4 separate regions of the Mus musculus genome follow, and all the other regions are linked to region 4. Evidence: chromatin contacts called from public Hi-C and HiChIP or PLAC-seq data. All regions are on one chromosome and are shown on one strand. The core of a region is the stretch at or near the end of the contact, and the rest is flanking DNA. Distances in the headings are between cores, read along the strand shown. Region 1 has its middle 44 kb from the start of Rmdn2. Region 2 has its middle 17 kb from the start of Rmdn2. Region 3 has its middle 71 kb from the start of Atl2. Region 4 holds the start of Qpct (glutaminyl-peptide cyclotransferase (glutaminyl cyclase)).

What was found. A called contact is a pair of places that touch in the nucleus more often than the background predicts. HiChIP or PLAC-seq counts read pairs in DNA pulled down with a chosen protein or histone mark.
Region 1: a contact with region 4 is called in a Hi-C map of bone marrow-derived macrophages, with 13 read pairs. The contact joins the enhancer-like site here to the promoter of Qpct in region 4. A contact is called at or near these places in 10 of 39 promoter capture datasets (the HPC-7 cell line, cranial neural crest, embryonic stem cells and 7 more), 2 of 484 Hi-C or Micro-C datasets (bone marrow-derived macrophages and nephron progenitors), 12 of 115 datasets of contacts at active chromatin or transcription factors (embryonic basal ganglia, embryonic fibroblasts, embryonic stem cells and 1 more) and 4 of 9 other capture datasets (adipose tissue, embryonic stem cells, liver and 1 more).
Region 2: an H3K4me3 HiChIP or PLAC-seq map of neural tube shows a contact between it and region 4, with 5 times the contacts expected there. The contact joins the enhancer-like site here to the promoter of Qpct in region 4. A contact is called at or near these places in 7 of 39 promoter capture datasets (cranial neural crest, embryonic stem cells, frontonasal cranial neural crest and 4 more), 1 of 484 Hi-C or Micro-C datasets (bone marrow-derived macrophages), 8 of 115 datasets of contacts at active chromatin or transcription factors (embryonic basal ganglia, embryonic stem cells, hepatocytes and 1 more) and 4 of 9 other capture datasets (adipose tissue, embryonic stem cells, liver and 1 more).
Region 3: a FOXA1 HiChIP or PLAC-seq map of pancreatic cancer cells shows a contact between it and region 4. The contact joins the enhancer-like site here to the promoter of Qpct in region 4. A contact is called at or near these places in 1 of 39 promoter capture datasets (hippocampal neurons), 3 of 115 datasets of contacts at active chromatin or transcription factors (embryonic stem cells and pancreatic cancer cells) and 2 of 9 other capture datasets (embryonic stem cells and macrophages).

Annotation. Positions count from the first base shown.
Region 1 is chr17:79,568,434-79,574,205 of GRCm38.p6, forward strand. It overlaps the pseudogene Gm7283. Among named protein-coding and RNA genes, the nearest start is that of Rmdn2, 44 kb to the right of the region's middle. Within about 2 kb of position 1,383, at least 1 of the 459 cell types and tissues checked has an H3K27ac peak or open chromatin away from gene starts, as enhancers often do. A contact at or near this core is called in bone marrow-derived macrophages, where this site is marked.
Region 2 is chr17:79,595,099-79,600,523 of GRCm38.p6, forward strand. It overlaps a transcript of Rmdn2 not described here. Among named protein-coding and RNA genes, the nearest start is that of Rmdn2, 17 kb to the right of the region's middle. Within about 2 kb of position 3,278, at least 66 of the 459 cell types and tissues checked have an H3K27ac peak or open chromatin away from gene starts, as enhancers often do. A contact at or near this core is called in adipose tissue, bone marrow-derived macrophages, hepatocytes and 3 more, where this site is marked.
Region 3 is chr17:79,822,319-79,827,479 of GRCm38.p6, forward strand. No RefSeq gene overlaps it. Among named protein-coding and RNA genes, the nearest start is that of Atl2, 71 kb to the right of the region's middle. Within about 2 kb of position 3,088, at least 74 of the 459 cell types and tissues checked have an H3K27ac peak or open chromatin away from gene starts, as enhancers often do. A contact at or near this core is called in pancreatic cancer cells, where this site is marked.
Region 4 is chr17:79,049,714-79,055,517 of GRCm38.p6, forward strand. Qpct (glutaminyl-peptide cyclotransferase (glutaminyl cyclase)) reads left to right here and starts at 2,193. Exons shown (of 7, transcript NM_027455.3): 1 at 2,193-2,675. The coding sequence starts at 2,553.

The sequences.
Region 1 (5,772 bases), core at 133-2,632, 520 kb after region 4:
ATGTCCAGCTCAATTATGTGCTTAATTTTAACCTCTCATTGGAATAAAAATATTTACTTTTATACCATTTGTGTGTGTGTGTGTGTGTGTGTTTTGTTCTGATGGTTTTTTTAATGGCTAAAAAAGAAGAGATTGGTATATACAGGGAAATGTTTGTATCTTTTGACAATCAGCAGTGCCATCTACTGTCAAGTACTAAAATTAGGAAGTAGCAACTTGTCATTGAATATCTGGGTTTAGGAAGGGAAAAGCAATTTCATGATCTGGGACTTATTAATAAATATAGATTCTTAGTCATGGTTTTATTTTGTATTATATCCTTAAGCAACCTGTATAGTCATATAGTCATATAGTCATTCGTAATTATGTAATGTTGCAGACCTCCACCTTTGGAAGCAGTATTAATTAAAATAAAAATAAACTCAGGGAACAGCTCAATAGCTACACATTTTCTCTTAGGCACAGCCTTCACATCTGTAAGACTTGAACAATTATACTTAGGAAGTGGTTTTGCTAACTAAACAATGGGTAAAATTTACTTCCAAAGCAAGCATAACAAAAACTTCTAGAGTAATATGGTGTCTGCTTGGGAGGATGGTAGATGCCAGACTATGCCAGGAGCCTTCTTCTCAGCCATCTGAGAGATGGATAGTCTCTAAGATGGCAGGTGCCAATGCCAGGATGATGTAGCTAAGCTAAGGCTGGGAGTAGGTCCAGTTATTCACCTGGTTCCACAGTTATTCTCATCTCATACGTTACATCACAAAACAGGACTCAGAATACCCACCTCATAAATCCCAGGGCATGCTCACCTCAGGTCCTCCAACGAAGACTTGCTTTTTACATGTTAGTATGAATTCTGACCTTTGTACTTGGATAAGTGAACCATATTGCAGATTTGGTCTAAGTTTGCTTACTTGTGTTATTAAAAGAATAAGTCCGGGAATCCTCTAAAATAGTTCATCAAGGCAGAGAAGAGAGGCAGGGGCCAGAGGCAGCTGGTGACATTGCATCTTCAGCCAGGAAACACAGACAGCTGGACATTGGTCCTCATGTCCTGTTCTCCGTCATATTCATTCAGAGCCAGGCCCATGGGAGGATGGTGCCCTCAGTTAGAGCCGGTCTTCCCACTTCAATTAACCTAGTCCAGAAGCTCCCTCGTAGGCACAGGCAGACTTTTAGTATCATGTGATTCTAAGTCCCATCAAATGGACAATGGAGATTTGTGATCACAGGGTAGACAGGTGTGAGACTTTCTTCATCATAAAGGGTCATGGCTGACACTTCTGTACCAACAGCAAACAGGCTTAAAGAAAGGAAGCACCAAATGTCTATTTAATAAAATATGGGGGGTGGAAGCTTTGATAATGAAACTCAAGGACTCAGGAAAAAATGTTTTTTCTTCCTCCTCCTCTTCCTCTTTCCCCACTTCCTCTTTCTCCTCCTACTCCTCCTGCTCCCCTCCCCCTCCTTTTCCTTCCCCCTCTTCTTCTCTGCTCCTCTTCCTTCTCCTCCTCCTTTTCTTCTTCTTCTTTGCTTCCTCCAGGTATTGGAGTCAGTTGTGTGTAAATCTGATTGGAGAACAGAATATAATCTGACACCAGTAGACTGATATCAAGTAGGCAGCCAGCAAAAAAGGTCTGTCCTGATCCTTCTTGGCCTAGCATGAAGCACCCTTTCCTCTTGGGTAATCAGAGTCTGCAAGGAAGAGGAGAAAGAAAATTACCTTTCCAGATGTTATGACTTGCTTTAGAGGACAACAACCCCAATTCCTGTGACTTGATTTAGGCGAGAGGATTTGGAGACAGTAGAGCAGGAGAGAGTCATAGAGACTGTCCCTCTAAGTCTAAGGCCTCCTAGTGTCCTTCAGTAGTTTATAATCCTCATCATGCCAAAACACCATAACGAGAGGCACTGCTTTCTCAGCCCTAACACTCCTACGTGCCAGGTAGAAAGTGTTCTAGGTATGAATGGTAAAACAAAGAAAAAGAGAGAAAAGCCCACCACTGTGGCTTTTGGAGTCAGTGAGGGTACCCAAGTGGTAGCAAGGAATCTACCAAATAAGCTAATAAGAACTGCCATAGAAAAACAGCAAAGCTTAGATACCAAGAAGGACAGGCTCAGAATAATCTCTGTGGACCAATGAGCAAGGAGCTGATGACATGAGGGGGGCATGTTCTGGCAAGAATTCTCTCAGAAAGAGGGAGAAAGCATCAGGGTGCCCCATCACAGAGGTACATTTGGCTCAACAAACACCAAGAGGCAGTCCTTTCATTGTGAGTTGTCATATCTGAGAGTTTGTTTGTTTGTTTCCTTTAGGGTGCTCCATGATCCTACAACTTAAGGTACATGTAAGTGCTGGCCATGTCTGTGCATATAGACATACAGACATGATAGACAAACAGTCTGGTTTTACAGTGTGCCTCAGAACATGTAAAGAAAAGTAGCCAAAATAAAGTTGTCTGTGGCAAGGCCATTTCTATATTTATGACAATATGATTTATATTGTTTGAAAATATAACTGGATTTCCAGGCTGAACTGCAGGACCCTACTTAATATCTAAAGAGATGGACTGTGGGCATTTGTAACAGAATACACTGACAAACCAGTATATAGCATGAAGTTCTAAATTCCATTTTTGCTCAGACATTCTATTGCTCTAGGATATATTAAAGAGCAAAGGGAAAATACATTACCTGTATTAGGAGTTGAATGAGCCTTTGTGGGTTGACCTGGAGACCCAACACATACTTATAATATTCTCTCTGTAGGGAAAAAAATGAGTTCTGGGTTTGAAATGCTACACTTACAGACCATTTAGAAACCAAAGACTTCCTGTGGTGTCTCTGGTGGGAAAGGGCAGAGAGGGATTAAAGAGCAAAGTCCAGACCCTCTGAAGCTAGAGTATTAGTCGGGAAAGACTGATCATGACAGACAACCGAGACAGAGAGTCTTGGGAGAGCATTGCAACCTGAGCAGCCACTGCTATCCAAACATGTAGCAGGCAAAGCCCAGTTTGTGGAGTGCACTGTGGAACTTCTGTGGAAGTCAGCTGACAAAGATCTGTGAAGAAAGAGCCCCTCAAGTCCCAGGGTACTTTTCTCTTTCTAGGGTATATGCTCTTCTTCCTAGGTGGCCTGAAATGTGTCTGTCTCTAGGATTAATATTGTTGATAGCAGGAATGTAAAGTATGAAAAATCACATTTGAATAACAACATTGGTGACTCAAAATATGATTTGGTATCAAAGCACAAAGCTTGAAAACCAGGCATTGTTCATAGAGAAAACTGGTTGATTTTTTTTTCTTTTTTTTTTTTTTTCTGAGACAGGGTTTTTTCTCTGTGTAGCCCTGGCTGTCCTGGAACTCACTCTGTAGACCAGACTGGCCTTGAACTCAGAAATCCACCTGCCTCTGCCTCCCAAGTGCTGGGATTAAAGGCATGAGCCACCACCACTGCCCACCCTGGCTGAATTCTTTGATCTCCTTCTTTAACATCTGAAAAATTCAGACCTTACCAATAAATGCCTCTCTGGGAAGTAAGAAATGTGAGAGAAAAGATTTTCTCTTTAGCCAAAGGAAGTATCGGAAGAAGATAAAGAGGTGGAAATCCTTAGACAGGAAGCGTCCTTCTTCTCCACTCAACCCAGGCATGCATTGTGTAGGTATGTATGTGCGTATGTGCATGTGCATCTGTGTGTGTGTGTGTGTGTGTGTGTGTGTGTGTGTGTGTGTGTTTGTCTGTGTCTGTGACTTTGTGTGTATGTTCTCTCTCTCTCTCTCTCTCTCTCTCTCTCTCTCTCTCTCTCTCTCTCTCTCTCTGTGTGTGTGTGTGTGTGTGTGTTTCTGTGTATCTGTGACTTTGTGTGTGTGTTTCACTATGTGTGTCTGTGTGTTTTTGTCTGTGTCTGTGTCTTTCTGTGTGTGTGTGTGTGTGTGTTTCTGTGTCTGTGTGTTTGTCTGTGTCTGTGTCTTTGTGTGTATGATTGGGTCTATGGCAGGGGGCAGGGGTCCTGTGTCAATAGCCATTGCTCATGTTAACACCAATGGCCATGTGGATGTCAGGCTATTCTTCATCACCCTCATGTCTCCAGTCCTACCTCTCTTCATAAAACACAAACTGTGAGTTCTGCACTGAGCGGACCTGCCCTGTGATGTCAGGGGGCCCCAAATATGAGTACCGGTGGCAGGATGACCTCGGTGCATGAACCTGCTTAAGGTATGGTCCAGATCTGCAAGAAGATCCTGTGCCGCCTCTTTTGGGTCTTTGTCCATGTCTACATTCATCACTTTGACCGCCTCATTGTGATGGGCGCAGAGGCTCACGTCAACACCTGCTACAAACACTTCTATTACTTTATCACGGAGATGAACCTCATAGACCACAAGGAGCTGGAGCCCTTGAAAGAGATGACAACCAGGATGTGTCACTAACAACCATCAAAATAACCATGCTGTGCTCTCTCCTGCCTTTGGAAGTTTTAGTAAATGCAATGTTGCCTTCTCTGATCCCTTCACAGAACTGGTTCTGACTGCTTGACTAAGAAGTACCCACACTTCCCGTGATATTTGATTTTAATAAAGTATCTGTTGGTGGAGGGAAAAAAATACTGAACTCTGGAAAGCATAGAACTTGCTCATTTCCTAGAATCCAATGTACTATCCAGTTGCTAAACAGAAATATATGCTCTGTGTCTTTTGTTGTTGTTGATGATGTTAGAAAGATAAAATGCACTGAATTTGAGTAGATTTTAATCAGATGTTGAAAATAGAAGTGATTGCAAAGAAACAAAATAGTTTCTCATACATATTTTACAAGTTGGTGAGACACGTCTGTTATTGAGAAAAGTGCTATCAACCAAGGATGTTTGAACTGTAAAGTGAACCCAAAAGGTTCTCTAAAGAAGCAACCTTAGTCCTAGACCCTGTAGTTATTTTCACGTATGTCTGATGCCTTTGGTACTTTAAATGATCACAGTGTTTTCAACAGTATTATCATGAAAGAACAAACACAAAGACTTGGCCTGTGCAATCGCGTGTCTCTACAGAGTTTTGCCATCAAAGATTCATCCATACGAAATGCAGAACAGAATCAATGTCTGTCTGCAGATGATAATTTATATATTCCATTGTAACGAGAGAAGAAATTACTAGACTCCTCAATTTTAAATTGAATTTTATAAATACTTACTACTTGAAATACTTCTTGAAATAGTGAGTATACATGGTTCACATTTGAGCATATGAATTAAGGAACCTGGGCTCCCTGTTCTCTGTTAGTTGAAATGCATGATAAACAAAGTTTGGAGTTCACTGACTTAGAAAATAAAAACACTGCAATATTTTAGTCTGTTGTGCTTTTTAAAGGTTTGAATTTTTTTGAAAGATTTACTTTTAATTTTTTATCTACGTGTGTGTGTGTGTGTGTGTGTGTGTGTGTGTGTGTGTGTGTGAGATCCTCTGTAACTGTGTTAGAGATGGCTATAATCCACACGAACTCTTAAGCTCCAGAAAATCAGGCAAGCTCTTAGCTGCTGATCTATCTCTGTACCCCCAATTTTAAAAAGTTTTATTCCCACCCTCTGTAAATTCTTTCTAATTATGTCCTTCCATATATGTATATACATATATACGAACAGAGAATGTTGATAATTCAAACCATGGAACATGATTCCTCATGGCAAATTAATAAAGTAGTTCCTGGTTGTGATTTAGTTTGCCATACAGTTAACTTTTGAGAAAATGTGTAAATTGATCTCATATGTTTTGCTCA
Region 2 (5,425 bases), core at 2,028-4,527, 550 kb after region 4:
ATGTTACTAAACATCAAGGTACAGTCCTGGAAGTCCTCACCCTGGCTTTGGGTCAAGCCCATTATTAACCTGCTTTTGATAATTATCAAAACAGCCTGACCTGGGGGCCCAAGAATGGCTCAATTGCACAAGGACAATAGCAGTTATAGAAGAACCTCATGAATTAATTCTGGGTTCTCCTTGTTCGTTCTTCATACTAAATAACCCCTGTTAGAGTCCAAAGGATCCATTGATTTAGAGATGTTCTTCTTATATTTTACCAAGCTGTGTTACTTAACAGTGCTGAGCTATCTTTATATTGATGGTATAACATCAACACTGATACTTGATTGCCTACTTCCAACAGAGAACACTCAGGGGAAGATCATTCACAATTACCCCCATATGATTAATTTTGTTCATTATAGTAAAGAAGACTTACAAGATAAGGATGTTTTTTTTTTGATAAATCAAATGTATTTGGCTCACTGGTGGCCATTCCTATGTGAAAGCTGGGGGACATGAGATGTTTCTCTTAAGAGCATGCTAGATACCTATTCTCTGCCTCCCCAAACCTCAAAACAGCTGGTTGAGTTCATAGTCTTAACTCATGCTTTGAAACTTTGCCAGGGGAAATTGTATACGATATATACCAACCCTAAGTATGTCATCCCAGTACTGTCCACACTGCCACAATCTGGCAAGAGAGACATCGCCTTAATGTTGACATCATTTCCATCAGAGGTAGGCCTCTGGCTCTAGCCTCATTGAAAGCAATACATTTACCAGCTGCAACAGCAAGAGTTCATTGTAGGTGCCAAGAAACAGAGACACATAAGGAAATAAGGGAATAGATACAACAGCAAAGTAAATCTCCTGGTTCAGTCATGTGTTACATTAATTCCCATCTCATCTCGCTTGTCCAATGTATACACCAAAAGAAATTACCTGGGCCTTAACCTAAGGGTGGAAATAAGAACCAGATGGGTGACTTCAATCAGAAAACCCTTCTCCTTTCCCAATCTACTGAAAACCAGTAAGAGATTACATGATTTCTGCTGTCTAAGCCAATGCCAATTGTACGAAATGTGTAAACAGGTGTTCTGTAGCAAAGAACTTTATACAACCGATCAGATTTCAAAACCAGTGCTCTCTGTGCAGTTAATAATCCCTAAGAATCTAAAATGTTCCTCTGTTGCTGGCTCCAGTCCACCATACGCTGGTGAAGATTAGCAAAGTTTATATATAAGTGCTGCTTTGTCAGATTTAAATCCAGGTCTTTACTGATACTCACATGTAAGAGGCATTCTCTATAGCGTCTGAAATCCCTGTTTCCTGACTTAATTTGGGGGGTCTCAACTCTTAACCATGGGGTGGGGGTTAGCAGCTAGTTAGATAGGACAGGACAGAGAGACCTGAAAGCTGAACTCCCTACCTCCTAGTCAGAAGCCTGTAGAGCAAAGGACTGGAACAACAGGTTTATAGAAACTGAGTGGCATTGCTAGCTCTAGATGGTATGTTATTTTGTGCTTCCCAGAGGGCTACTACTGGATCACTATAAACTTGAGTTCCATGGTGCCCTAAACCGCATAGGATTATTGTAGACCAGGAGGATTTCTGGCAAAAAAACAAAAGACATACCGTCTTACGGGTAGGTCTCACCAAGGAGCCTGTAAGCATCAGTCCAAATAGATTCACTGATCACCTGGACAGGACAGAGAGGTTTTTTTAAAGTTGTTTGTTACAGAGAACCTAAACATAGTCCACAATATACACAGAGGAATAGCAACAGGTAACCACAACATACCAGTGAGAGAGTACAATATGGTAGCTTCTTGCTTCCGTCTCACTGGACTGGGGAGCACGGAGAGGAAAAGAAAAAGGATAACACTGAAGTGGCTGCTTAAGGGTTCTTTGGAAAGTCAGTTCTATGGTTATTGTTAGGGCAAACACGTGAAGGAATGTTTAGCTGAAGCAGATGTAGGAGAAAAGATGTTCTGTTAAAACAAACTTATGAAAGAACATGTGATGGAAGATTCCTTGTTAACAATACACACACACGTATGTATGTATGTATGTATGTATGTATGTATGTATGTATATTGTTAACAGCAGACATCATAGTCTTCCTCAGAGTTCTGAGGTACTGTGGTAAGCACATGGTAGGTGTTTGATGGCAATCACAGGTCATTAGATTTGAAACAAACTTGTTTAAGTCATGTGCATCACTCTTCATCCCTATACTCCATGAAGGTCCCAGGAATCACATTATCCAATATAAAATTTTTCATAAAAAAAAATCAGAGCGTGTCATACGAATGATATTCTGTAGGATGGGTATGGGTTTCCAACTCTTTCTCACCAGCATAAGAAAATGCCTGACTAAAAACAGTTTAAGATGGGGAGGATTTGTATGGCCCATCGTTTCACTGGTTTGCTCAGTTCTTGGCTTTGTTGATTCCGGGTATATGGTAAGACAGAATATCATGGTTGCAGGGCTGTGTGTAGAATCTTCTTCACTTGATGGTGGACTAGAGGCAGACACAGGGAGAGAGTGCCCCAAGATGGCACGTCCCTGAGAACCACGCTACATCCTATCTGCTAAGATGTCCACTACCCTAGAAAGTGTGCCACCAGCTGAGTGCCAAGCATGCAAACCATGAGTATTTGGGAGACATTCAAACCATAACACTGTGACTCTAAATGTGAGGATGACTTAAAATAAGAGATTAAAATAAACTTCAGCAGTTATGTTACCTCGTCTCCTTTTAAGCTGCTAGGATGTGTTTTATTGATATTGGCAATGATCAACATTTTAAGCCAGGTAGTCCGTGCCTTGTACAATGGCTTCCCTAGACATCAGAATTTGTTCAGCCACATGCTTGACCTCTAGTTGCTCATATTAGTAGACCTCTTCTGTTATGATAAATATATATACCTCTAGAAATTGTGAAATGTTCTTAGGGGCAAGAGGAAAAATTGCCACTGGGTTAAGAATCACACTTAAGGTTTATTAAAGCTTCAATCATAGTCGGGGATAATAAAAAACAATTTCTACTACTACATGGGATTTTGTTTTGCTTTGTTAGTTTACTCAACAACTAATTACTCCACAAATACTACACACAATATTCAGTATACATGTGGAGAACACACTGAGGAGACAGAGGGCTTGTTCTCAGGAGCTTCCCTTATACGGGGAGCCAAATGAAAGAGACAAGTATGCAGCGGATCACCAGCAGAGGAGGAAGTCCAGGGACAGGAAGATAAGAGGGAGGTAAGAGCAGACTGGACACATCTGTCACAGAGTCCAGCCTTCAGTGAGTCAGAGGACTACCATGGGCAAAAAGAAAAGAGGTTCCAGATCTCTCTTGGCAAGTTGGTGGAAGATTTCATAGTATTTTCATATGGTGGATTTTAATAATCTCAATGCATCAAGTGTGTTCCTTTTTCTTCCTATACAATTGATACATTTATCTTAGTCATTGTCATAAAGTTCTAAACAATGTTGTGAAAGAAAAGAAAATCAATATTCTATTTCTATGATGTCAAAAGATGCCCCGTCATTCTGAAGTCCGATATGATGTTAAAGAAAAATTTTAGTTTTCAGGAAAAGAATAATTTATGCCAAGTTAAGTTCTAGCTCTCGGGCAGGGAAGAGCAAACACAGGCATTGAGGTCAGGGTTCACAACAGCACAGTGTGTGATTTGTCTGGAATGCTCTGCAGGCAGGAATTTCCTTGTCATCCCTAGAGGTAGCAAAGCATGAGGCAGGGGACATGCCTATGTTGTGACACTAATTAAACATAAATCATTGAGAGGCTTAATCTCAGCTCAACTTAACTTCCCCCCACCCACCTCATTTTTTTTTCTTCTCAGTTCATTAAACTTGAAATAATACACAATTAGTCTTCTGACACCTACCACAAGATAAATTAATCCTCAGACAGCTGAGTTAAGCACGACGTGAAAAGTTAAATAAAAGGGAGTGTCCCCGAGGATCAGGGCGAGATATTTCACATCTTAAAGTCCAGACAACTGTTCAGAGAGTTATAGGCTCTGGCTTCACTTCTCTGCACATTTTTTTTTTCTTTTCTGGTCTGAGCCATAAGCTGTCTCAGGGAGGAAAAATTTTAACAGTTGGATTTTTGGATGGGGAAAGCAATAATATAACGTTTGAGAATTCTATCTTTTTTTTAATTAATCCATTGCATGTTTAGTTGAGTGCTATGTGACATTTCAACACATCCTGTGATGATCTCATAAGGGTAATTTGCATACTCATCAATGTGTGACTTGTTTTTGAGTCACTGTGACTATCCTGGGATTACTGTGGCTGTGATGAAACACCATGACCAAAGGCAACTTAGGGAGGAGAGGGTTCACTTTGCTCACACTTCTATATAACAGCTCACCATCAAAAGAATTAAGGAAAGAAATTCATAGACAGAAGGAACCTGGAGGCAGGAGTTGATGCAGAGGCCATGGAGGGGTGCATGGCTTGCTCAGCTTGTTTTCTTATAGAACTCAGGACCACCAGCCCAGGGATGGCACCACCCACAGTGGGTGGGGCTCTCCCTACTATTCATTAATTTTTTAAAAATGCCTTACAGCCAGATCTTTTTAAAAATTAATATTTTATTTATTTACATTTCAAATGTTATTCCCTTTCCTGGTCATTCCCTCTGCAAAACCCCTATCCTATCCCCCTTAACCTGGCTCTATGAGGATGCCCCCCACCCACCTACCCACTTTCACCTCACTGCCCTAGCATTCCTCTACACTGGGGCATCGAGCCTTCACAGGAACAAGGGCCTCCCCTCCCATTGATGCCAGATAAGGCCCCTTCAGCTCCTTCAGTCCTTCCCCTAACTCCTCCACTGGGGTCCCTGTGCTCAAGCCTGATGGTTGGCTGCTTGCATCCGCATCTGTGTTGGTCAGGATCTGGCAGAGCCTCTCAGGAGACAGCTGTATCAGTAATAGTGTCTGGATTTGGTGTCTGCATTGGAATAGATGCCCAGATGGGGCAGTCTCTGTTACAGCCAAATCTATGGAGGTATTTTCTCCACTGAGATTCCCTCCTTGCTGATGACTCTAGATTGAGTCAGGCTGATGCCAAACTAGCCAGTATAGTGACCAAATATCTCATAGTAAGATGTTCTGGAAGGAAAGTTTTTTTCTGGCTCATGGTTTCACAGGGATTTCAGTCCTTCACGGCAGGCAAGGCAAGCAGAGTTCATGACAGTGGGAGTATATGGTGGACACCAGCTCACGTGGCATGAGCCAGGAAGCTGGGGGAGCAAGGAAGGGCCAGGAGCTGAGTCATCAAAGGCCTCTCCTTCTCGGCCAGCTATGCCCCACTTCTCAAAGGCTCTGCGGCATCCTAACAGCTACCAGCCAGGAACATAGGCTTGAGGGAATAACTTTAAATTCAAACTATAACAAT
Region 3 (5,161 bases), core at 1,838-4,337, 770 kb after region 4:
ATCACTCTGGGTGACACATGAAGAACCATATAGCTAGAGAGATTAAACGGATGCTGTAGTGCCACCTACACAATAAAGCAGAGTTAAGCCTTAGACTCAGGCCAAACCCTGAGACTGCTTAGAATGTAAATTGTATAGTGTATAACACTACTGTTGTTATGCTATAATTGAGTGTTGAAGTATGGCCAGAAGACAGTGTCCAGGACTGAATAAAATTCCAGAGGCAAAGCAATTAAAGATTGAGCTTGACACACTGTTACAAGTAGTTTTCACAAGACCCTGAATTGATTCTAAGTGGGTCTATCTGAAAAAACAGGACAGACTTCTTAAGTAATGAAAACGTAAGACTTCAGAGTCTGGGTAAACACAACTCTAGAAGAGTTTCCATGTGTTTATATAAAAGGCTGAATACATGGGAGAGAATGGGTGGGCACAAGGTTTGGTTGTACAGGTCTGTGAGGAGCAGGTGTGGCAGCAGTCCCAAGATGGCACCTGGGACTGCAGCCAAGTCTTATGACTTGCACCTGACTTCCTCATACACCTGAAAATAAGCCGCATCCATCATGAGAACTGCGCAGGTGCACCATTATGCAAGATCGGACCATATGACGAGTGATGATTCTGGCCAATGGACTGCTGTTACGTGGGCTGGGCTGATGGGGCGTGGTTGAGGGGTTATATAAGGGATTGCGATGGGGGGGGGTGTTGTTGTTGTTTTTTCCTGGAGAAATTGATTTCTGGAGAGAGATTCATGCATGATATTGAAAGGTTCCTAAATAAACTGCTTTGAGAAGAACGTAGTGTTGTCGCCCTTTTCTGCTGGACGGAATAGGAGGCAGACTGATCATCATTCTGGCCCAACCCCTTGGGTGTCAACGAAGATCACCCTGTGATTATCTCCAACCTCACGTGTTCTGGAAAACACGGGCTAGACAGTTTGGGACTTCTTAAGCCAGAATCATAATCTGAGTTCACTGAGAATCTTCACACATGCTCTCTTCACCAAGGGTTTAGTGCAGAAAAGCATCCATCATTTGGAGTAGCAGTGTAAATGCATATGTCTGCCCCTTCGAGACTGCCCATGCAACATATGAATATTTCTGAAATATTTCACAAGTGTCCCTTCTCTCCCCACAAATCTGTATTCAATTCCAATGCAAAGCCAACCAGAATAACTGAGGAGCTTGGCCAGTGAGTCTCAAATTTACACAACAAGCAAAGACTTCAAAATAAGGTAACTCCTAGAAAGAAAGACAATCAAGGCATATATAAAATTGGCATAATGAAAGTGGCTGTTGTATGGGCAGAGACATAGATAAAGAACGAGATGGGGTAGATTCATGTGAGGACATCAGAGAACCATTGTGATGACTTCCAAAGCAAGAATTCCCCAAGAAATGCTGCAGAGCCATTAGTCACTATATGGACGAAGTCTATGACAAAATTAACCCTGCTTTACACCACACAGGAAATTCAAATCCTTTCCCCTTAACTCTTAGCACTTAGGTATAAGAGGCAAAATGATAACACTATTTAAGATTATCTAGAAGAACCTCAAGACAATAAAAGGTCCTTTTTTTGATAAAAGGTTCTTAAAGAGACACAAGTGCTAATCACTGGGGAAGGGGCTATGCTCAAATCAAGAGTTATTTTTTTAAAGGATTTATTTATTTTAATATTATGTGTTTGCTTGCATATGTGTATGTGCACCAATTACACGGCTTGCAAATGCAGTGGTCAGAAGAGGGCAGCAAAACTGGGGTTACAGTTGACTATGAATAGCCAGGTGAGTGCTGGGTAAGAGCAGCAAATGCTTTTAACAACTGAGATACATCTCTACCCCTGAGAATCTCATTTAACAATAGACCCGATGTGTGTGTGTGTGTGTGGGGTGGGGGGTGATCAGGAAAAACACGAGCCAGAAGATATTTACACTATATGTAAGACCTATAACCTGCTTATGGAAGTTACTTTTTGAAAAATCTCTTCTAAGTCCAACAAATAAGTTATGAAGTACAAAGCCAAACTATCCAAAAGAGAAATATGGAGGGAAGACACCTCAAAGGGCTCACAAAGCAGGAAACGTGAATTGTTGTCTATGCACAAGTAATATTCAGGCTAATTAGCAATCAGATACTAGTTAAGACACCAATGAATACCATTTTCACCCACTGGTTTGGCAAAAATCACAAAGTATGATATCATCAAGGGCTTGGCATGTTCGTGAGTGGACTGGAATTTTCAGACTGTGTTAGTGGGAGTTTAAATACAACCAGAAGAAGTGAGTTGAATATTCATATATTTGTTGCCTAGCAATCCTACCCTGGAGACACTCTTTTGTATGTGCACAAGATTTCTGTAAGTCTATTCTGCTAGGAGAAGCTCATGTTAAATTATTTTAATACCAAGGATTGGCAATAAATAAAGTTTAGAAGGCTGCTGTCTGGGAGGTGACTAAGGAGATTAAGCCATCAGCTGAAATGATCATGTTGGTGGTATGCTGGAGGGAAGGCTCACAGGGGCTACCATTGCTCCTGAACGCCATCACTTAACTGTGTGACTCTCACATTTTTACATATATCCAATATGACATGATAATTTAAATAAAGCAGGAGACCAAGTGGCCAGTGTCTTCAGAGAGCACAGAAATATTCCAATTACCCATCTATACTCTTTGCTAATTAAGTGGCTAAGGAAATTCAGACTGTAATTTCCTGGCAGAGCCAGATGACAAACCCAGATTTTCCAACATTGTTTCCGGATACCAAAACTCGAGGCTGTGCCCTTTGCCCAAGTACATAACAAAAAGAAGTTTCCATTCTTTCTCATCTTTGTGTCTCCAAGAGCTGGCATGGCACCTAACAGATTGCTAGACCCCCATTGAATATTATTGTGGCATTCCTGTTGGCTTGATCACAAGATCTCTCTGTGGCTTACAGAGAAAAAAAAAGTATTTCTGTTTCCTGGCTCAGTGTCCTCAAACAAAACAAAGCTTTCCCGGAGGCCAAGCAGAAACCACAAGCAGAGGTGTCATTAGTGAGCGCTGCCAGAAGTCACATGTGTGGGCATCCCAGAGGAGAGATCTGTGAGAAGAAGCAGTGGAAAGACCTGGGCACTGGACTACACTTGACAGCTGGTCCCAGCAGGCCAGCCTGGCGTGACTGGCTTCCCTGGTGCAGATGCAAGGAAGAGAGCCAACCCCTGTGAATGTGTCTTTGTTGCCTCCCAGCAAAGGAGTGTCCAGAATCGGTGGTTCAGCTGTGGAAAGAGCAGAGGATGCCGTTTCTCTGCATAATAGGCTTGCATGGCTCTCAATGTGATGCCAAGTCTCTGGCAACATCACAGCTTCACCTCAGTTGACAATGTCCTGAACCTGAGGTTTCCCAGGCATCTGTTGCTCAAACTGGAGGTTCTGTTGGATCCTGTGGGCACCAGCTGTGGTATGCGTCAGTTGGTTGGACCACATTGAGTGCCAGCTGTGGTACAAGGTTCCACCTCTCCTTTCACGGTGGGCAGGTGCCCGGTACACAGGGTTGTAGAAGACAGGGAGAAATCCTGAAGAGGGTGGGTTCGCGCAATCTGCCTCTTTCCTCCAGGCGTCAGACACCACTGACCACCAGGCCAGGAGGGGGGTAAAGTCTGGGACAAGAGGGATCCCAGACCAGTTGGGACTGGGATGGAGGTGGGGACCCTGGGAGTGGGATAGTGGGGGTGGGGCTGGAAGGAAGGGGAACCTCCTTCGAGAATCTTCGTTACGATGGCTTCTTTAAGTGAAGGCTTTCTCCGATGATCTTTAATGAAGCAGCTCTCAATAGCATGTAGAGGCATTCCAGTTGCTGGGTACGCTGCCTGTGACAACCTGGTTGAGGGTCTCTGGGGTACATACTCCAAGGCAGGCATAGAGACAGGGAGAGAATTAACCCACTCCTTCCGGTCTCAAGTTTGAGATATCCCAGGTTCGAGCATGCTCCATCTCACCAGTTCAGTGCCAATTCCTTGCGGTCCGTGAGCCCCACAAGCTAGGGCATCAGTGGTGGGAATCAGCGGCTGCCTCCCTGACATGTCCTTTCCCGAAGAGGCTCTGAATACTTAACCCTGGAGCTCTCATCCTCCAGGTTTGGGGTGTCACTTGTATTTTCTTTATTATCCCCAACTCGTAATTCATCAAATGGTCTACCTCCCTCAATAGCTGTTGCTCTGTTTTGTGTGACTACAAGGTAATGAGGGAAGAGTGGGTGGGCTGAAGCTGCAATAGCACATCTGCTGGCTGGGAGCCCCCTTGACCCTTGATGCCATTCATCGTGACCACCATCCTTGACTGCACACAGATCCTTCTGTCCTATGAAGAAGCATCGCTCTCCTGCAGGCTGTGTGGAGAGCCAGAAGCTTGCTTCTGCCAGGCTAGGCAGGCTCTGCATGGAAGTCCATGGATGGATAGAGCATTGCCCACCATCGTGGGAGCTTCACCATGGTTCCCTACAACCCTGAAAGACAAACAACACCTCTCACCGTCGCTCCCTCTGCTGGGCCATTGGAGCATAGACTAACAGGAGATCAGAAGCCATTGTTTCTTAGGTGTGTAAAGTCCCATACATAGGCTGTGCGTATCCTTGTGGGGAGTTTGTATGTTGATCTGGTTTTTTTTTTTTTCCAGTTTGTGGTTTTTATAATTTTTTATTCACTGCTTTTTTTATTTATTTACATCACAAATGTTGTCCCCCTTCCTGGTCTTCCCTCTGAAAATCCCCCATCCCATCCCCCTCTCCTTTGCCTCTGAGAGGGTGCGCCCTTACCCACCCACTCCCGCCTCACCCTTCTAGGATCCCCCTACCCTGGAGAAACATGCCTCCATGGGACCAAGGAACTCCCCTCTGATGTCAGATATGGCAGTCCTCTGCTACATATGTAGCTGGAACCACAGACTCATCCATGGATACTCTTTGGTTGGTGGTTTAGTACCTGGGAGCTCTGGGGAATCGGGTTTGTTGATATTGTTGTTCTTCCTATGGGGTTGCAAACCCCTGCAGCTCCTTCAGCCCTTCCCCTAACTCTTCCATTGGGGCTCCTGGGCTCAGTCCGATGGTTGGCTGTGAGTATCTGCATCTGTCTTAGTCAGATGGTGGTGAAGTTTGACTTAATTTTATATCCAGCCACCTTGCTG
Region 4 (5,804 bases), core at 943-3,442:
GATGATGGTGAGTGGTCTTGATTTCTGTTAGTAGGATTCTTACGTTTGCCTTTCGCCATCTGGTAATCTCTGAAGCTAGCTGTTATAGTTGTCTCTGTTAAGAACTTGTTCTTCAGGTGACTCTGTTAGCCTCTATGAGCAGACCTGGAGGGTAGCTTTCTCCTTAGTTTCAGTGGGCAGAGTATTCTCTGCAGGAAAGCTCTCTTCTTGCAGGGAAGGTACCCAGATATCTGGTGTTCGAACTGGCCTCCTGGCAGAAGTTGTGTTCCACTCGCTAGAGGTCTTAGGATCCCGTGTGGAATCCTGTGTGGGCCCTTGCTGGTGTCGGGCGCCTCCCCTGGCAAGGTACCCCGGGGCTCGAGTGGAGCGGAAGGGACTTGTGCCCCAGGTTAGGTCCGGGTAGTCTGCTTCCCTAATTACCACAGTCTCAGGTTCCGCGTGATTGGATTGGGGCAGGCGCTGTGTTCCACTCACCAGAGGTCTTAGGATCCCATGGGGAATCCTGTGTGAGGCCCAGATAATATTTAAACTGCCACTCAAACCCCAGACCTGAATAGTTATAGCAAAGAGATACTTTCATTCTGTTTTCCCTTGCAGCTCCAGACGGGGGCAGGACAGTGTGTGTGTTTCCAGCTCTTATTAAAACACCTAGTAGCCAAGCCTAGGAAGGGGTGTGTGTGTGTCTGTGTGTGTGTCTCTGTGTGCCTCTGTGTGTGTGTGTGTGTGTGTGTGTGTGTGTTTGTGTTTCTGAAAGATTTCAAAACCCTTAACTTTGGTCTTTAGAAAATAATTCTGTGTGTCTTTGTCTTTGTTCTGATTTTTCTAGGAATTCCGTGTAGCTGGGAGCTGACTTGGGGCAGAAGAAACTCATATCCTCACTGTGGAAGAAGAAACCACTTTCACAATTTAGGCCAGAAACCTATGAACTAAATATACCCTTTCCCCGGTTTTTCTTTTCTGCAGTGCTGAGAATTGAAACCGAGGTTTAAAGTACCCTACCACTGAACTACCCTGTCAGCTCTGATTGCCCCCCACCCCCCACTTCTCCTGCAGTCCTGAGGACTATACACATGTGCTTTACATGAGACCCAGATCTAGTCAGCTTATTTGCTTGTTTTTATTTGTAAGATGGGATTATCTAGATAATAATGATTTATGATGCAAAAAAAAACCCCACAAAACTCCAAAAACCAAAAAACCTAGCCCCTAGGGTTGCCTGCAGGAGATGGTTTTTAGTATTACCCTCTCCATATCATAATCCAAGGACATGCACTGTATCCCTTATATAGAAATGCCATAAATTTACATATAAAATGAACATCTTCCCATAGACTTTAAATCATTCCTAATTTGCTTATAATGTTTGATGACATGCAATAAGTATTACATTCTTTAAAGAATATGGTGTGTGGGTGTGGATGTTCGTGTACAGCACTGATACAAACCCCGTTGCTTTTGATTTGTGGTTGGTTGACTGCCCAGTGAAAAGGCTGGTGGAAGAAGAGGACTCCCTAAAATTTTACTTGGGCTTTTCCTTTTAGAGACAGTCATAAGAAATAATTACTTTTGGGACAACTGTAATATTTTAAATCTCACATATTTCAGTAATTATTTCAACCTTACCTGTCAGTTTGGGCATACAGTGGGCTGTCTCTTAAAGGAAAGATAACTATTTTCGAGAAAAGGGACACAAGATAAAAATGGTAGCTTCTAGAGTGGCGGTTCTCAACCTGCGGATCTAACAACCCTCTCGCAGGGGTCACAGATCAGATAGATAGCCTGCATATCAGATAGTCACATTACAATTCATAGCAGTAGTAAAAACTGCAATTATGAAGTAGCAACGAAAATAATTGTATGGTTGAGGATCACCACAACATGAGGAATTGTATTAAAGGGTCTGAGCATTAGGGAGGCTGAGAACCACTGTTCTAGAGCGAACACTTTTCCCAGAACCTTCCAGTCCAGCGCCCCCTTCCTCTAGGTCTCAGACCACCTAGAACCTGGGACGGTGCCTTGTACAGAGCATTGCACAAATATTGATTTTGTCTGAGTGTCATGGTGAATAGGTGCAGAAAACCACTTATAGCCCCCAGGGCCTGGTAAACTCTTTTCGTATCTATGGACTACAGGAAGGCTTTTCCTTGTCCTTCCTTCCTTCCTTCCTTCCTTCCTTCCTTCCTTCCTTCCTTCCTTCCTTCCTTCCTTCCTTCCTTCCTTCCTTCCTTCCTTCTTTCCTCCCTCTCTCTCCCTCCCTCCCTCCCTTCCTTTTTTCCCTCCATCCTTTCTAAAATAAGGAAGTGTTTTCTTTGTCCCTTGGATTCCAAAGCTCCTGTCACCCAGGGAAGCTCAGTCCCCTGGCTTCCAGGCTTCTGGGAGAGGACTGCTGGTTTGTGCTTGCGCTGCACAGCGGGAGGCCACAGGAGGCGACTGGGAGGCAGACACAATCAATCCAGGGGTGGAGAAGGGAGAAGGCAGGGCGACCGGCGCGCGTTCCCGGGCTCGTGACCGCTGGCGGCCCCGGGAATCCACGCCCACACACTCTTGCAGAGATGGCAGGCAGCGAAGACAAGCTCGTCGTGGGCACTCTCCACCTGCTGCTACTGCAGGCGACCGTCCTGTCTCTGACAGCTGGGAATCTGAGTCTGGTCTCCGCTGCCTGGACGCAGGAGAAGGTGAGGGGCCACTGCTGCGTTCTGAACTTGAGTGGCGTTGGAGGGTGCCAGGACCTGGGACTCGGCCACCTTCTCTTGGACTAGCGGGAGGCGGGTCAGGGATGCTGTCCCCCTGCTCAGGCACCAAGTCCTCACCCAACTCCTGGGAACCAGTGCTCTCTCTCCCAAGTCTGGGCGCCAGGGCTGGTCTCGGGGCTGCGCTAGTGTCGCCTGGGGGCTGAGTGATGTCACCCGCCTCCCTTTGGCTGCGCTCTGATGGGGGGTGGTGGTGCTGCTGATAGGCACAGGAAGTATGTCTCGCTGGCTGTGCAAGAACAGGGACATGGGGGCGCCACTGCCCAATCGCGACCCGCGAGCTCCGCGCTCCCCGCGCTTGCTCCTGGATGCCTAGACCGCGCGTCTAGGGGTGTCCCCATGGATGCCCAACTACAGCATTCAAGGATGCTACATGGGGATTGAGTTTCCTGGTGGACTCAGCGCCAGCATATTGTTAAATATTTAAAAGAGACGCACGCTGTTTTCAGATAAATGAATTCAGTTGTGGAAATCTCATTTAAGGAATTCAGAATAAAAATGATTTGCCAAGTCGCTTTGTGTGAAGAAAATAGATTCACAATTACTTCCTTTTCTTGTGCAACAGTTTTGAAATCATGAAATTGCTACGAGCTGTGCAAACGATGACGGTTTGGGAATAAAATGGCATGTCTTTAAAGAAACTAGGAAAAGCATCAGTCTAGGGATAGAACCTTGCGCGCGACATTACTAAACAAGTACTTTAAGTGCTTTTAGCGTTTCTGCACGTCCAACATGCTCATTCCCAGCTAGTTTCATGCACTAGTGTATGAATGGCCCACTTCAGGTGAGCTCAAGCATAGCCAACTTCTTTTCAGGACTCACAACAGATCCCCATTTACACGGGGAGTCTGGAGTGGGTGTGGGAAGTCAACACCGTACAACTTCAGTCTCTCCAGAATGAGTCAAACGGCTTCCCCCAGAGGCTGGGAAGTACTTCTCAAGCCGTTGAGTAGAATCCTCTCCTGCACTGCTTTGGGGTACCTGGGAGGTCAAGCACCGAGAAGGGACTTTAAAACCAGAGTGTCGCACAAGGCCAAATGTGTCTTTAAAACGTATTTTAATGGATGAGAAATATTGTCAGGGGCTGAGCTCCACTCGGGGTCTGTCTGTGGGCAGGTGTAGCAGCCAGGGTTGTTTCTAGGTGGGAGAACATCCTGTGATTCTTTTTCTTTAAGAGAAAATTTCCTTTTTATTGATTCGTCTCTCATATATTAATCCCTACTGCAATTTCCCCTCCCTCTGCTCCCCTCTTTCCTTCTGGATTCACTCTCTCCTCCACCTCTCCTCAGAAAAGAGCAGGCCTCCTAGGGATGTTAACCAAACAGGACGTTACAACCTACATTAGGACCAGGCACACATTCTCACATCAAGGCTGGATGAGGCAACCCAGTAATGGGAAGAGGGTCCCAAAGTCAGGCAAAAGAATCGGAGACAGCTCCTGCTCCCACTGTTAGGAATCCCCCAAGAACACCAGGCTACATAACTGTAACATGTATGTGGAGGACCCAGGTCAGACTCCTACAGGCTCTCTGATCTCTGAACCCACTTGAGTTCTGGTCAGTTGATTCCGAGAGCCGTGTTCTTGTGGTATTCTCAAAATGTTTTAAACTAAATTCAGATTTAACTTTTGAGAAATGTCTTAAGAAGCTTCTAACAGTTGTTTTACTGGGAAAACAAACACTCTCAAATGGCAGGAGTGGATGACAGTCAGCCATGACGTCTCTCAGTTAATAGCTCCTCCTGCTTTCCTAGTTTTAAAGGTCTCCATAAAGTCTTCTGGGCAGCCAGCTACACTTTACAGCCTGGGAGATGAATCAGCCTATACTCAAATGTGCCTTCCTGCCTTTTATGACATTTGACTGTTTTAATCAGACAAGGCACAGTCTTGGTATACTGGTCTGCCAACAGGAGAAGTACGATAACGAGAGCATCAGTTCTGAAATCCATTGCCTTGTTTAGAAATAGAGGCGTGTCTCTTGGAGTAGCATCCGCTGTGTGAAAGCACATCGACCCTAGTTTATGGCTGTCGTTAGAACCACGCTTCAGTGATTCGAAGCCTAGAAACCATTCATAGAAACAAATGACTACACCTCCGACGGGGCCCACGTATGTGTGTATGCGGAAGGGTGTTGACACGAAGGTACCAGTTGTCAGATAGATAGAACCACGTCATGTGAATCTCACGGTACCGGGAAAGAGTGTGCTTATCGCCATTTATAAAGTGGAAATCAGGAACCCTGGTCTTCCCAGTTCTGCTTTATTTTCTCCTTTTTTAAAGGTAGATAAATGCTGGCTGGCTGAGGAAGAGTGTCTAGCTAGCCCAGGAGTGTGTGCGTGTGTGCGTGTGTGCGTGTGTGTGTGTGCGCGTGTGTGTGAATGTATGTGTGGGATCTATATGTTAGGGGGCATCATTTCTTCCCACACCCCCAGATTCCTAGTTCCTTGGCCTCTCTCTTCCAGTTTTCGAGTTATCATTATGCTGAAAGTTGATCTGTATCTGGTTACTGTCCCTGATCTATCTATCTATCTATCTATCTATCTATCTATCTATCTATCTATCTATCTATCTATTTATTTCTGGTTTAGTGGTATTTATTTATTTATTTCTGGTTTAGTGGTTTTGTTTTTTCTTTCCCTTTTAAATCTCATTAAATCAGCTCTCCTTTAGATGAGAACTGCTGGCTGTCGAGACGCTGCCTACATTTGAAAAGGAATGTTAGCTCCGCTGAGCTAAACAGTGCAGCTTCACTTGTCATGTTCTAGTTGTGAAGGTAGCATGTACTCACTCTAGAAAGGTTCAAAAACACAGAACAATGTATTCTAAAAAAAAAAAAGAAAAAAAAAAGGACACCACCTACAATCTCATTTTCCAGATAATTCCTTTTAATCTTTTTGGGTCTTCTTATTGCCAGCTCCCATGTACACACACACACACACACACACACACACACACACACACACGCACACACACAGATTTATAGAGATGAGTAATGATGATTGAATTTCAGCTTGTTATAGGGACTGAATGAGTTTGTAAAACAGCACAGTGTCTAG